Linked DNA regions of Sus scrofa: regions 2 and 3 are each linked to region 1. A link is a contact called in public HiChIP or PLAC-seq and promoter capture Hi-C data. All regions are on one chromosome and are shown on one strand. Each heading gives the region's core, a stretch centred on a gene start, on an enhancer-like site or on the middle of the called end of the contact. The rest is flanking DNA. Distances are from core to core; before and after follow the strand shown. Region 1 holds the start of CDC26 (anaphase-promoting complex subunit CDC26). Region 2 has its middle 140 kb from the start of MIR378B. Region 3 overlaps RGS3 (regulator of G-protein signaling 3).

The links. Promoter capture Hi-C pulls out the DNA fragments that hold promoters and counts their contacts. HiChIP or PLAC-seq counts read pairs in DNA pulled down with a chosen protein or histone mark.
Region 2: a promoter capture Hi-C map of fetal skeletal muscle shows a contact between it and region 1, with 5 times the contacts expected there. The contact joins the enhancer-like site here to the promoter of CDC26 in region 1. A contact is called at or near these places in 3 of 5 promoter capture datasets (fetal liver, fetal skeletal muscle and liver), 9 of 47 Hi-C or Micro-C datasets (embryonic fibroblasts, heart right ventricle, mesenteric adipose tissue and 5 more) and 1 of 2 datasets of contacts at active chromatin or transcription factors (skeletal muscle).
Region 3: an H3K27ac HiChIP or PLAC-seq map of alveolar macrophages shows a contact between it and region 1. The contact joins the enhancer-like site here to the promoter of CDC26 in region 1. A contact is called at or near these places in 3 of 5 promoter capture datasets (fetal liver, fetal skeletal muscle and liver), 8 of 47 Hi-C or Micro-C datasets (brain, embryonic fibroblasts, heart right ventricle and 5 more) and 2 of 2 datasets of contacts at active chromatin or transcription factors (alveolar macrophages and skeletal muscle).

The regions. Positions count from the first base shown.
Region 1 is chr1:253,903,749-253,908,717 of Sscrofa11.1, reverse strand. It overlaps CDC26 (anaphase-promoting complex subunit CDC26), which reads left to right and starts at 2,059. Exons shown (of 4, transcript XM_021067696.1): 1 at 2,059-2,254. PRPF4 (U4/U6 small nuclear ribonucleoprotein Prp4) reads right to left here and starts at 1,987. Exons shown (of 14, transcript XM_005660339.3): 1 at 1,897-1,987; 2 at 947-1,124.
Region 2 is chr1:254,268,215-254,273,183 of Sscrofa11.1, reverse strand. No RefSeq gene overlaps it. Among named protein-coding and RNA genes, the nearest start is that of MIR378B, 140 kb to the right of the region's middle. Within about 2 kb of position 2,318, at least 38 of the 83 cell types and tissues checked have an H3K27ac peak or open chromatin away from gene starts, as enhancers often do. A contact at or near this core is called in embryonic fibroblasts, fetal skeletal muscle, liver and 4 more, where this site is marked.
Region 3 is chr1:254,188,547-254,193,515 of Sscrofa11.1, reverse strand. It overlaps RGS3 (regulator of G-protein signaling 3), which reads right to left. Exons shown (of 24, transcript XM_003480580.4): 18 at 1-307. Among named protein-coding and RNA genes, the nearest start is that of MIR378B, 55 kb to the right of the region's middle. Within about 2 kb of position 2,820, at least 21 of the 83 cell types and tissues checked have an H3K27ac peak or open chromatin away from gene starts, as enhancers often do. A contact at or near this core is called in alveolar macrophages, retroperitoneal adipose tissue and skeletal muscle, where this site is marked.

The sequences.
Region 1 (4,969 bases), core at 810-3,309:
AGATATTTCATTTTGGGTGAAAAATAATTGGAAAACTGAACAAGTTAGAATATTATGAACCAGGGTAGTTCCAAACCAATGCCAGAACTATCCTAGATATCCATAAGATAAGTGGAATCAATCTGAATCCAAACACACACTGAATAAATTCCCAGTAAAATTATTAACAATTCAGGGAAGAAAACCTGTATAAAAGGTTTTAAGAAAAAAGGTTCTGGGAGTTCCCGTCGTGGCGCAGTGGTTAACGAATCTGACTAGGAATCATGAGGTTGCAGGTTCGATCCCTGGCCTTGCTTAGTGGGTTAATGATCCGGCGTTGCTGTGAGCTGTGGTGTAGGTTGCAGACGCAGCTTGGATCCCGAGTTGCTGTGGCTCTGGCATAGGCTGGCGGCTACGGCTCCGATTAGACCCCTAGCCTGGGAACCTCCCATATGCCGTGGGAGTGGCCCAAGAAATGGCAAAAAAGACAAAAAAAAAAAAGTTAAAAGAAAAAAGGCTCTGGGGTAATGTTAAATGGGTAGGCAGAAAGTATGGCCTTCGAAAGATGCAAATTTTTGTTTGTTTTTTTGTTTTTTTGCTTTGTTAGGGCCGCACTTGGGGCATTTGAAAGTTCCCAGGCCAGGGGTCAAACTGGAGCTGCAGCTGCCAGCCTACAACACAGTCACAGGCTCTTGGGATCTGAACCACGTCTGAGACCTACACCACAGCTCAAAGTAACAGTGGATCCTTTAATCCACATTTGAATGAGGTCAGGGATCCAACCTGCATCCTCTTGGATACAAGTTGGGTTCGTGTAACCCGGGAGCCACAATAGGAACACCAATAGATGCAAGTTTAATATGCGAAGTTTTCTGACACTATACTTGTGATATCTACGTTTAGGAAAGTAAATATTACAGAAATTTTGAGCACCCAAAGTAGAGATGGACTACAGTTTGCATCTTACCAGAGGTTATGTTAATATTCCCTGCTTCAATTCCTGCTTTAAGTCCTTCTTTTCCCAAAATCCCAGACTCTCCTTTGGCCAGCCGTTCCCTCTCCTTTTCTTCCAAACTTCCATAATAGATGTGTGGTTTCTTCACAACAGGAGCGACTAAGTCATCAGGTGCCTTAGTTTTGGTTGCCTGTTAAATCAAAGACCTGGATGAACCTAAAGCTTAATCTCAGCAATTTGCTAGCTTCCCAGAGGATGAAGCTTATCCAGAGCTTCAATCCTATTCCCTCCCCCAAAAAAGACAAGTTGGACACCAATTAAGATGTATCTTCCCTGATGGAGTGGGGCAGGGGGGAGTGTTCCAGTCTCTCAGTCACTTTAAGTTTTGCAGATAGGAAGAGATAGATAAAACTAGTGAATTTCTCTTGTGATTTTTCTATCAATGGTTTGCTTTGGAACATGTTTACTTCATTTGGTTGGAGGTGCAATCTCTTCTTGGGTTTTATGAAACTTTCAGGGCCACTGCTCATCACAGGAGATATCAAGAATAACTGAAATAACCAACGCCATGATAAAGGGGAACAAGTTATAAAGTTACCGGTCTATACAATTCAAACGTTTTCAGACGCGAGGTAGTAGATATGAAGTTAGGAGGCCTCATTATAATCAAGACTGACACTGTCGTAAATCTTGGCCAAAACCCTACTCCCTTTCAGAGCTCCGTTTCTGAACGAGACGGAAGAGGTATTTACATTTTAGGGTTGTTGTAGTAAGAGATGAAAATGACCTAAAACACACTCCGGTCACTCAAAGAAAAACGCTGCTCAGCTCTCTAAGACCAGACCGAGTCTGGCAGCCTTCCTCCTCAGTCCTCCACCGCCCGTTCCCTAACGGCTCTGTTCTGCACGGACCCCCCACCCCTCCGCCCTCCCTGCCCTGCCAGAGTGAGCCGAGATCCGTACCGTGGAGGAGGCTCGCGAGGAAGCCATGCTGGGCTCCGAGGCCGCGAAGCTTCAGCAAGAGGCGAGCCCTACGTTCCAGACCATCCACCGCGCGCCTAACAAAGCGGAATTACGTCCAGACCGGAAGTGGGCCGAGGGCCGAAGCCGCGTCCTGGGCGCCGTAGAGCATGATGGGAATCGTAGTAGGAAAGGCTCTGGGTGCGTTGAGCGTTGTGACACGTACAGCCTCTAAAAAGAGCACGCGGAGGACGAGGTTCTGCGAGGAGAGAGACTCAGAGCAACCTGGGAGGTGTAGTGCAGTTGACATAGCAGAAGATTCGGGGTGGGCGCTGAGGTTCCGGGAAAGGGCTGAAAAGAGGTAGGTGCTTCAAGTCGCGCGCCTCCGGACTGAACTCCGGGAGTGAAACGGCACCTTCCGGGGTCTGCTGCCGCTCCCGGCCCTGCGAAGAGCTTTAAGTCCTCCTAGAGTGGTGGACCATGTTGCCATGGAAACCTTTGCCCCGGACCCAGGAGTGCGGTCCTGTAGCCGCGAAAGGAGTGTGCTTTCCTCCGCTGTCGGGAAGTTCTCTCGGCAGCTTCTTTTGAGCTGGGTGGATTTTCGGTGCATTTGGGCAGTGGCGAAAGAATAAGCTCGAAGAGCCCTCTAGCGCCAGAGTAAAATAAAGAGCCAGCGGAGGAGCCATGGCCTGTGTTTGGTCTATATTACTCGGAGTGAGATGAAGAATGTCAGGCGTCAGGTAAACTGCGCGCAAGCAGCTCTGCACAGCCCTGTGTTGCCCTGGGTGTTGGGGCACCAGAGATCGACAAGACAAGGTTTTTGCTCCCGTATCGGGGGTGGAGATTTTTCAAAATTTATTGTTGTTTCCCGAGCTGGACAGAGCCTCCTACCCTCTCCAAGGGCAGTTACAATAATAATGGCTACATATTTGAGCGTTTACTAAATGCCAAGTTACGTACGTTACAGGCACTTATCTGCATCACGTCATTCAATCCATACAACACCTGAGTACAGATACAAGGGAAGAAGCTAAGATCTAGTGAAAGGCGAAGCTAATTGTCCAAAATCAGTGGCAACAGAATTTGAGTCTCTGCCCTTTGCCTCCAAAGCAAGCACTTTTACCCATTACACTATACTTCTTCATAGTGGTGAGCTTTTTACAGCTTGCGGGAAAGTTAGAATGTATCACAGTTGTTTTTTTCTTTTAAGCATTCTCTTGGAACTTTGGCTTCCTCTTGCCTTTGTCTACGTTGGAATCAAGATCCTATTTGATTTGGGAGTTCCTGTCGTGGCGCAGCAGAAACGAATCCGACTAGGAACCAGAGGTTGTGGGTTTGATCCCTGGCCTTGCTCAGTTGGATCCGGAGCTTAAGGATCCGGCATTAGGGTGAGCTGTGGTGTAGGTCGCAGACGCGGCTCGGATCTGGCATTGCTGTGGCCCTGGCGTAGGCCGGCAGCCACAGCTCTGATTAGACCCCTAGCCTGGGAATTTCCATATGCTGTGGGAGCGCCCTAAAAGGACAAAAAAAAAAAAAAAAAAAAATCGTATTTGATTTAGTACCAAAAAATTTGAAATGTAATGTGTCAGTGTTTTGTGTTGATAATATCATTTGTCTCAGTCCCAGGCTTCATGGGAGGAGGGGAAATTTTATCTTTTGTATACTTCACAGTCCCTAGCTACATCCTAGAAACATGTAATAATCATTTATGTTTGTACATACTTTTTTTTTGCTTTTTAGGGCCGCACCTGCGGCATATGGAGGTTCCCAGGCTAGGGGTCTAATCAGAGCTACAGCTGCCGGCCTGTACCACAGCTCACCACAACACCGGATCCTCAACCCTCTGAGTGAGGCCAGGGATGGAACCCTTAACCTCATGGTTCCCAGATAGATTCATTTCCACTGCGCCACGATGGGAACTGTACATACCTCATTTTATTTATTTATTTATTTTGTCTTTTGTCTTTATTGGGCTGCAGCAGTGGCATGTAGAGCCGAGTCTGCAATCTATACCACAGATCACAGCAATGCTGGATCCTCAACCCACTGAGTGGGGCCAGGGATCGAACCTGAAACCTCATGGTTCCTAGTTGGATTTGTTTCCGCTGCACCATGAGGGGAACTCCAGAACTATACATACTTTAAAGGAGGTTTCACTTACCTCATTCTCACTTTTTTTGTGTGGTCTTTTTTAGGGCCACACCTGAGGTATATGGAAGTTCCTAGACTAGGAGCCAAACTGGAGCTATAGCTGCCGGCCTACACCAAAACCATAGCAACACAGGATCCAAGCCCTGTCTGCAACCTATACCACAGCTCACGGCAATGCTGGATCCTTAACCCACTGAGCAAGGCCAGGGATCAAACCTGCATCCTCGTGGATACTAGTGGGATTCTTAACCTGATAAGTCTCAGCTAGAACTCCAAGGCTGAGACATTTGTTAATCAACTGAATAGCTTCAACTTTATCTGTAAAATAGGGTAATTTTGCCAGTGTCATAGTATTTCTGTGTTAAAAATGAGAATGTACAAGAAAAGCATAGCATGGTGCTCGAGAAAAGTTCATTTCACTTTTTGAATTTGAATATCTAAATTTATTCAGCAAAACATATACTGATTGGTTATTATAGACATTCTCTACAGGATGCTGTTGGGAATATAAAGATGATGCCATTGGAGTTTCCTTCGCGGCTCAGCGGTTAACAAATCTAACTAGGATCCATGAGGATGCGGGTTCCATCCCTGGCCTTGCTCAGTGGGTTAAGGATCCGGGGTTGCCATGAGTTGGGGTGTAGGTCGAAAATTCGGCTCAGATCCTGTGTTGCTGTGGCTGTGGTGTAGGCTAGAGGCTATAGCTCCGATTTGACCTCTGGCCTGGGAACCTCCATATGCTGCAGGTGCAGCCCTAAAAAGAAAAAAAAAATGATGCCCTCAACAGCTTTTAAACTCAGTTTAGGAGTTTCCTTCTAAAGAAAATCTTTTTTTTTGAGTTCCCGTCATGGCGCAGTGGTTAATAAATCCAACTAGGAACCATGAGGTTGCAGGTTCGATCCCTGGCCTTGCCAAGTGGGTTGGG
Region 2 (4,969 bases), core at 1,069-3,568, 360 kb before region 1:
TTGGTGGAGGTGTGTGTGTATGAGTGCTTATGTGTGTAGGCACACGTGTGTATGTCTACGTGTGCATATGTGCGTGTATGCCTGGTCACATTTGTGAATGTGTGCTAGCAAAGAATCCTGCTAGGTCAGGCTAGCAAGAATCCCCCGACCCCTTGATATCCCAGTCCTTGGCCTGCCTTTAGCAAGAATCCTGTTAGATCAATTTAGCAAGCACCTCCCTACCCGTGAAGTCTCCACTGACCCCTGCCCTGCTCCTTGCCAAGCCCCTGGCTGTCTTTGCTGCCCCGAGAGTTGGGCTCAGTCTCTCTCCCCTATTGCAATAGACTTGAATAAAGTCTTTACCGTTTCAGCAAGTGTCAGAATAGCTTTTAACAAAGCAAGAGCGAGGAGTGGAGTGAGGGAGGGGGAAATTGGAGGAATGGAAGCCAGAGAGGTGGGGGGGAGGGGGACAGGCCAGGTGACTCCAAAACTCACCTTGGCTTCAGCCTCTGTGAGCCCTTCATCTCTGTCCCCTGGCTGTCCCTGCCTCTCTCACCCGGACCCCTGCAACAGCCCCCACCTCCAGGTCTCACTGCCCCCAGGCCACCCTCCACTTTGCAGCCAGAGGCTCTTCCAAATCCCAGCCCTGACCATGTCCTTCCCCTCCAGGGCCCCCAGCCCACAAGCAGTCCAGCTCGTTGGCCTGGAGGGCAAGCCCTGAAGCTTAGAGCCATGGGCATCTGCATGCTTCCTCCCTTCAAGCCTCAGCTCACCTCACTCCCTCTTAGAAATGTACATCTGAGTCCTGCTCCGTTTTCTAGGCCCAGCCCACCCCTCTTCTCCTCCAAGAAGCCTTCCTGTCTGCACTTGGGCTCACCTCACAACCTAGCAGGGTTGGTTCCACCCCCATGACCAGCCTATCAAGCTCCTGCTCCTCTGTGGCACCCTCCCCTCCCCACTCTCTCCAAGTCATAGGACAGAGGACTACTCAGCCATCTTGCATGGTCTGGAGACAGAGGACTGGCCAGCATGGGCCCTTCTGATCCTTCCTGGCTGGGGTGGCAGGAGAGGGTGGCACTGGGTTTGCTGCCACCATCATTGAAGCCCTGGATATCAAAACTCCTACAGTTGGTGTATCACAGTGTTAAGAAGAAGGGCTCGGAGTTCCCATTGTGGCGCAGTGGTTAACGAATCTGACTAGGAACCATGAGGTTGCGGGTTCGATCCCTGGCCTTGCTCAGCGGGTTAACGATCCGGCTTTGCCGTGAGCTGTGGTGTAGGTTGCAGACGCGGCTAGGATCCCGCGTTGCTGTGGCTCTGGTGTAGGCCGGTGGCTACAGCTCCAATTCAACCCCTAGCCTGGGAACCTCCATATGCCGCGGGAGCGGCCCAAGAAATAGCAACAACAACAACAACAACAAAAGACAAAAGACAAAAAAAAAAAAAAAAAAAAAAAGAAGGGCTCTGTAGCCAAGGCATCTGGGTTCAAGTCCTGGTTCCACCATTTAGCTTCTGTGTGACATCAGCCAAGTGGTCTAGTCTCTCTGTGCTATGAAATGAGATAACAACAGGGTTGCTGTGAGGATAAAACACATTAACACACACACGTACAGAGCACTGAATTTGGCATGTGACATGGAATTAGGGCTTATGCAGCTATTAGCTGTGATCCTCATAAAAGGGTTCGAATCCAGCGGCATCTCTGTGACCTTGGACAAGTCACTTAACATCTGAGCCACCAATGTGCTGGCCACATACAAAGACACATCTGTAAGCACACACACGTACACACATACATGCATTGTGTACAGACATATGGAAGCACAAGCACGGATACACATGTACATACGCACACAATTTTGTGTGTTTATTTGTTTACTGTCTTCCTTTCCCAGCACAGACCTAAATGTAAGCTCCTAGGCAGAAAGCACCTCTGACACATCGGCTCCTAGCAGAATGCCTGACAAACGACAGGTACTCAATAAATATTTTCCAAATAAATGAACAGATGCAGGCTTTCTTCATTCCTAAAATGGGCGACAATAACCCCCATCTCACAAGGCTGCAGTTAGGAATGAACAAGACAAGGCAAGGCAAGCTCGCCCCCCCTCCCCCTCCTCCCCAACCCCGGGCCTTGCCAATTTCCTTCATAGAGCAAGGATCTGGGATTGTTATCTTAGAGGCAGACACCAGGGGGCAGCACAGGATCAACTCACTTTGGCTGTGCTGAACCCTTGCCAAAGGGAGCTGGAAGAGAGGGACCCTCCTGCAGCTCCTGGGAGGGATGGGCTGGGCACCTTGAAACGTCACCTTCCATCCCTTCGTGCCCAGACTGCCAGGAGGACTCTCACAGGTCAGATCCACATACATCACTCATTCCTCCACCAAACCTTGATGGAGTCACAGAGCTCAGAGCCTAGTGGGGAGACGGTCTCTGAACGAGCAATTAAAGTAATTACTTTAATTAAAGTAATTAAAGCCAACAAGCGAGTGCTCTAAGGCAGTGAGCGGGATGTATGGGGCACAATGACCCTGTGTTTCAGGCTCAGATGTGATGGCTGAGCAAGAGTTAACTGGGAGGCGAGGGAAGGAGAGGGTAAATGCTCTCAGGCAAAAGAATGACCTGCACAAAGGCCCTCAGGTAGGAAGAGGCTCGTCTACTTAATCTTTGGCCCGAAGAAAGGAAGAGACTCCCTGAGATCACACAGGAGAAGCAGAGCCAGGGCTGGAGCTCAGACTTCCTGGCTCCCCATCTGGGGCTCCTCCCCCAAACCCTGGTTTCCCTTCCAATAAGCATCATCTCTGATGTAGCAGCGGCAGCAGCTGTGCTGGAGGCAGAGGAATTTTGGCCCTGATCCTGCCTGACCCAACTTCCCCAGTATATGAGCTGATAAGAGATTTTAATTCTGATGTCTAGACTAAGACAATGACCAAATGTCTTGCAGCAAATGGGGCTCCTAAGAGCCTATATTTGGGGCTTGGGAGCTCTCTCTGTGATCATATTTCAGTGGCCCTGGACTGGGGCAGAGGGACTGCTGGGAGCTGCAGAGCTGAGCCTGGAGGCTTCTAATGGACTGAGGGCATTGGCTAGGAATCAGAGATGCCTGGAAAGTTCCAGTTAAGGCTGACCTTCTAAGATGAACATTCCAGGGAGCCTGAGCCGCGGACAGGGTAACCCTGCTTTATCAGTCGGAATAAATAAAGCGGTACTGGGGAAAAAAAAAAAAAAAAACTTCTACATCCAAGAGGTTTAAAACCACAAAGATGTATTTCTCCCTCACACAGGGTCCATGGTGGGTGCAAGCAGGACCTCAAGCTGGGTCAGGGAAGCCCCTGCATTGGAAGCCACTGCCATTAAGTGCTGCCACCTGGTGGTCACAGCAATCATCCCAGGGATCTGAGTCGCACTGATGTCCCGCTGCCCACCATGGGGATGGGGAGTCAGAGATGCCAAGGAAGCCACCATGGGCCCGGCCCTCACTTAACTGAGCTTCCCCCAAAGGGCCATGGACAGCCTCAGTGGACAATGGTGTCATTGACTGAGCTCTTATTCTTGTCATTTACTGAGTTCTCCCTGGTGCTATGATGACATCTAATCCCCATGACGACGCTGCAGGTGGGTACCGATATCCTCCCCCATTTTACAGAAGAGGAAACGGAGGCACAGGAAGGTTTAAGCACTTTGGCCAAAGCCACACAGTAAGTAAATGCCGGAGTGAGATTCACACCAGGCACCTGACCTTCGGAAAGAGGGATGCAACTTCCCTAAGAAAGGAGACTTGGAGAGGTGGATGGGTGTCGAGGAAATTTTTCTGTTATGCAAGTCCTGCCTTTATATCTCTTAGAGAGTTCAGTAAAAATGTATGGCTTTTTGGTGCTTTTCTTTTTTTTACGATTATTTGCATTTTTTTTTTTTTTTAATTTTGAAAAATGGGAGTTCCCGTCGTGGCTCAGTGGTTAACGAATCCGACTAGGAACCATGAGGTTGCGGGATCGATCCCTGGCCTTGCTCAGTGGGTTAAGGATCCGGCATTGCCGTGAGCTGTGGTGTAGGTTGCAGACACGGATCCGGTGTTGCTGTGGCTCTGGTGTAGGCTGGTGGCTACAGCTCTGATTCGACCCCTAGGCTGGGAACCTCTATATGCTGCAGGAGCAGCCCAAGAAATGGCAAAAAGACAAAAAAAAAAAAAAAAAAAGTCTAACCCACTGAATAGTTGAAGGACTACGCCTCATGGAGCTCCACCAACTATTAACACCTTGCTGCACCCATGCCACCTCTCCTCCTCCTCTTCCTTTTCTTCTGTTTCTCTGTCTCTTTTTCTCTCCCACGACACAGCCCCCCCACCCCTCACATTTGCCAAACCCTCCAAAAGTGAGGCGGGGCTCCGTGATGACTTCACCCACAAGCCCCTCCGTGTGCCTCTCCCAGGACAAGGACATTCTTCTACACAAGCCCACACCGAAGATAATCAACACAAATTAGGCAAATCACCCAACACCACGTGAAGATAATCAACACAAATTAGGCAAATCACCCAACACCACGTCCACACTCACATCCCCCCTCCACCCCCACTGCCTCCCAAACGTGCTTTGTGGCTGTTTGTTTTTCTGGATCCAGGATGCAGTGAAGCATCACGTATGGCATTTGGCTGTCATGTCTCTCCACTCCGTTCCTCATGACACCAGGCCCTTTGAGGAATCCAGGCCAGATGTTCTGCAGAATGTCCCCTGGCATTCCCACATTGGCTTTCGGCCAAAGAGTCCCATCGAGAATACGCCGTCAGCCCGTCTCCTCATGGCCGAGACCCTGCCTGATGGCCCGGTGGAGGTGATGGCGGCCAGGCCCCTCCAGCATCAAAACACGCTCCCCTGTGTACATAACAAGCCATTTTAGGGGTGATGCTTCAAGACTGAATATCCTGTTCCCCAGGAACTCTCACCCCGTCTCTTAGCGTGGTGCATAGATAGTTCTGGCCTGAATCACTTA
Region 3 (4,969 bases), core at 1,571-4,070, 280 kb before region 1:
GGTCCTGGTGCGGAGAAGGGGCTGGGGGTGCAGGGGGTTCCTGGCACGGTGGGGAGTCCTTGCTTGGCGAGGGTTCCTGGCCCGGAGGGGGTTCTTTGCAGGAAGGTGAGTCTTTGCTGGACAGTGATTCTGGGCCAGCAGAAAGTTCCTGGCCAGAGGAGGAGTCCTTTTTGGGTGGAAGGTCTTGTCCTGGAGGAGGCTCCTGGCCAGGAGAGGGGTCCTTGCTGGGTGGGGGGTCCTCAGCACCCAGCCTCTTCCCTTCCTCTAAGGGCATCTCCCTCTTCTCATCCGCCTCTGCCTTAAACATCTGTGAAATAAAGAGAAATGAGCAAGGTTCACAAGGGGAGGCTACTGTGCACGAGCCAATGTCTCAGAAGCTGAAACAAACTCAAGCAGCAGCCCAAACCCCACAGCCTGCACCCCACACCCCACAGTGTGAAAGTCAAAGCACCAGATGGAAGCCTGAAAGCCCCTTAGCTTAGCTGAAAATGGGTTCCCACCCTAACTTCCTTGCTGGAAACTTCTGCTCCATCAAAAACGTGGTTGGTCAATTAAGGGAGAAGGGGGAGAAGGTACCATTACCTGCTCTATTATCTGCCAGGGGCCACAGCAGGTGAAACCCCTCTTATGGAATTGCCCCGATGGCCTTCTAAGGGAAGTGCCACAGGCCCTCTGTGAGCAAGTCCCCTCTGTGAATAAATGAGGAGCCAGACGGCCTCTGCCTTCACGCACCAGAATCAAACAAAACCCCAAGCCAGAGCAATCACTAAGTGAGAGAATCCTGGACCCAGACACCCAAGTAAGAACTTGATCTGAATGTTTAGATCTTTTTGAAACGAATAAACTGGAATAAAACTAGAACCTCAAGGAGTTCCTGATATGGCGCAGTGGAAACGAATCCCACTAGTATCCACGAGGACTCAGGTTCAATCTCTGGCCTCACTCAGTGGGTTGGGGATCCAGTATTGCCATGAGCTGTGGTGTAGGTAGTAGATGCGGCTCGGATCCCTCATTGCTGTGGCTGTGGTGTAGGCTGGCAGCTGCAGCTCAGATTGGACCCCTAGCCTGGAATCTTCCATATGCCATGGGTGCAGCCCTCAGAAAACAAACAAAAAAACCTGGAACCTCAAAATACTGTCCACACTTGGACTAGACAGATGTCCCCAAAACATCTGGGGACATCTGCCACCCAGTGATTTTTAAACTGTGCTTGGAGGAACCTCAGAGAAGTTCCATATATAAAAAGGAAGCATTTCCTGCCTCTCACACCACCCTCAGAACCCTTGGAGGTTTTGCTGGGTTCCTGCAGATTCATTGCACAGGGAAAAAGCATACCCTCGGGGGAGTCTGAGAAGAAGCTCTCACAGGAAAACCAGGGCTCCAAGAAAGTCAGGGGTGTCCCAGGCCGGGGCTAGGCTAGGCCACTCATCGTAGTCAAGGACTTGAAATGCTGGACCTGGAACTACGCAGAGCCCAGATGCCACGAAGAGGCCATAACACCCAGAACAATGAAGAGAAAGATGCCACACGTTCCTGGGAACTGCACAGATCCAAGGGGACAAACGCACACGGGCAGAGAACTTCAGGGGTGAGTCCTTCAGAGCATAGGTTAAGAGCTCTTATGGTAAAAACCGCTCATGTCCATGTGACAGATGAGGAAGCTGAGCCCACCGCTATCCACTACTGCACAGCTGCCAGAAACTGAAAGGCTACGCCTGCAGCTGGGAACTTATGTAAGCCCTTGGCCAGCCGGGCCTCACATCTGGGAATAAACAGCCCAGCCAAAGCTCAAGGCAGCTGCAGGGTGCCACACACATATGCTGGGGTCACCGTGGCATCTGGGAGCACCAGAGCGGATGTGAAAGGAGTGTGGGCAAAAGCCACCACCTGGAAGCAGTCAAGTGAAAGCCCTCCCTACCTCACCGCCACCCCCAGAGCAGCAGGGAGAGGTGTTGAGCCGGGAGGGGACGCCTCTGGAGAATGCCTTAGGAGGACTTGGCCAGGGTCTGGTTCCCAGGACAGCCAATGACAGGGGCCCACTTGCCCCGAGGACTTCCTGCCCTGAAATCCTGCCTGCAGCTGGATGATGACTCCACCCGGGAACCCCTCAGACTTTACTGCCTCCGACCCTAGAACGTCAGCAAGCCCAAATCCCCACTGCACAGGTGCGGAGGCTGAGGGCCAGCGAGGAGCAGGGGCCAAGCTAGAATTACATGGCAGCGCCAGACAGAGTCAGTCATGGAACCCTCTGGGCCTCAGGGTCTCCACCTACGACGTGGGATGACCAATGTGACCCAGTGACACACCAGGAGAGTGACTATAAAAAGTAAAAGCTCTGAAACGGGATAACGATGGTGGCAGTAGTCATGGTGATTACAGCTATGGTCCCAAACTCAAACAGTGGCCCATCTTCCCACACACCCCTAGAAACAAACTGTCAGCCCCTGAATGGAAGTTGGCGATTGGGATACCCGGAGCCCCAGTCCAGGAATCTCACCTGGGAACCTTAGTTTGTTCCCAAGGGATCAGAGAGACCCTCCACTGAACTGACAGGAAGACAGAGGGCCCAGCCTGGATGTGACCTAGGGACTTGCCCAAAGGTACATGTACCCGCAGGGCTGGGCTGGGGTTAGAGCCAGGCCTCTGGCTCCTTCATCCAAGCTCACTTCAGATCTCAGGCCCAGAGCAGCCCAGTCCCCTGGCCAGAAACCCCCATCTGGAAAGACAGATGAAAGAAACAGAAATGGTGCCCCCATGCCCCGGGGCCTGGCCCTGGGCCCTCAGAGGGAAGCAGCAGCATTTCCCCTTTCCTGGGGGCATGGGGGCGGAGGTACCAGCAGTGACTGTGGCCAGAGCCCGCCCACCCCTCGGGGAAAGTGCAGCAACAGACCCAAAACCAGAAATGCAAGTCAGCCTGCCTCTGCCAATCCTGCCCTAAACCAAGGCCAAACCAAACAAAGCTAGGAGGGGAAGTGCCTCTGTCCCCAGAGGGCCCCCGCCCCAGGGTACCTGAGAAACCACCCAGGACCCAGAGCTCACTGAGCGCCCAGCATTTCCTGCTCAGACACCCTGCTCCGACTTGGTTCTCATTCCAGCAGTGTCCGCTCCAAGCTGGGTGAGAAGATGGACAAGCCTCTGGCTATTCCGAGAGTCTGCTTCCTTATGTGGAACAGAGCCGGGCTATCACACCAGACTCAGAGGACTAAGCTCGTGCTCTTCACGGCCAGCCCCAGAGAGGCATTTGATAAACTGGTAGCAATTATTAGTCTCCCCTTGTCTTAGAGATAGGGAATCTGAGGTCCCAGAGCCTAAGGGAATTACCGAAGATCCAGTTTTAGAACTCATGTGTCCTGGCCAAGGGTCTCTCCCCACCACTCGGGTCCTTGGGGTCTAGACGGAGGGGGAGCAGGCTATGAGCCCTGCCACCAGAGGCCCTGCACCTGGGCCCGACCCACATGAGACCAGAGCTCACTGGTTCCCTCCCCAGCCCCTGGATGGGCTTGTGTGTGCCTCTGAGTAGGTCTGGCCAGGCCTGTGTTCCTAGGAAAGCAGGGGTGCCAGTACCTCAAGGGAAGGGAGCCTCTGAAACAGGAAATCTCAGAAACCTGGGACACAGGGTGGCGAGTGAGAGAATTAGGACAGGAGATAAAGAGGAGAGCCAGGTTACAGAAGGGACGCCAATGCCGGGCCGTGGGACCGTCCTGTGAGCGACAGAATGACCCATGCAGAGCCCTAGGTATGACTGCTCTGGGCAGGCCGTAGGGCAGGCGGAGGGCTGGGACTGGCTTCATACATGCCCTCATTCATTCTCCAGGCACTGAGTTAGACCCTGGGATAGGGGTGGGGACAGCAGAGACCAAGTCAGACACAATCCCTGCCCTCAGCTGAGCAGAAAAACAGAGGCTGAACAACTGGCCTTAGTGAACGTGGTGAGTGGTCTGATGGAGGAAGTGCAGGCAGCCTCGGACACCCAAAAAGGCAGTTGTTACAACAGGTGAGGGTGAGAAGCACCCAGCCAAGGCACCCCAGGGACCAGCCTGCTCACCCAGGGCCCTGGGTCCAGAGCGCTCGCCGCGGCTCTTCCCCTTCCACGGGGAGCGTGTCTCTCCCATCCGCCACTTCCTTGGCGTGGCTGGACCAGGGTTAATTCTGTGCGTGTTTCGCCTGCTAGAAGCACACAGGAAATGAACCAGGCCCTCTAAATGGAGCTGTTGTTTAGGATCTAATCAAATCCGCTTCCCAATCCAATGCAGGGCTCGGAACAGGCTGGGAAAGGGTGCCAGGTATGACACGCAGAGGCCTGCTCACCCCAGCTATGTCCCCTAGGCTCTAGACCCCTGCCTGCTATGGAGGTTGGGGGTGGCAGCAGGCGCTGGAAGTGACTTGCCCAACGTCACACAGCTGCTAAATGTGGAGCCAGGTCAACTGACCCCAGCATCAACCTGCAGCTTTCACTGAGATGACTCATCACATCCCCCACAGATGCCCGCTCCGCATCTGCCCTCAAAACCCACTTCCTGCACTGGGCTGGGCTGGGCTGGGCTGGGCTGGTGGAGGTAAGGGGTGAACTGGGGTTTGCCTCCATCTCAAAGTGGCCCTTACACAGGATTTTACAGAAAGAGCCCTGGACGTAAAGCCGGAAGACTCGGGGCTGGAATCCTCCCTCGATCACTTGCTAGGTGTGTGATCCCAGACTACCGCTTCTGGGGACCAAGTCTGAGAAAGGGCAGGAAAGTGCTCTGTAACATGGAAAGTTGTTGGAGAAAGAGAGAGGCTACTAGAATCCCACCTTCTCTCTTCTGGAATAGGGTTGCTCAGCTCTGTATGCGTCTGGGGCCCTGGCTTGATGCTGGCTTCCAGGAACCCCAGCTCAGCCTCAGGCCATCTCTACAGGCCTGGCTTCTTGACACCCAGAAGCTGGAGCCACCGCCCTGCCTCCACCACTGGCTCAGGGGCCTCTAGGCTGTTC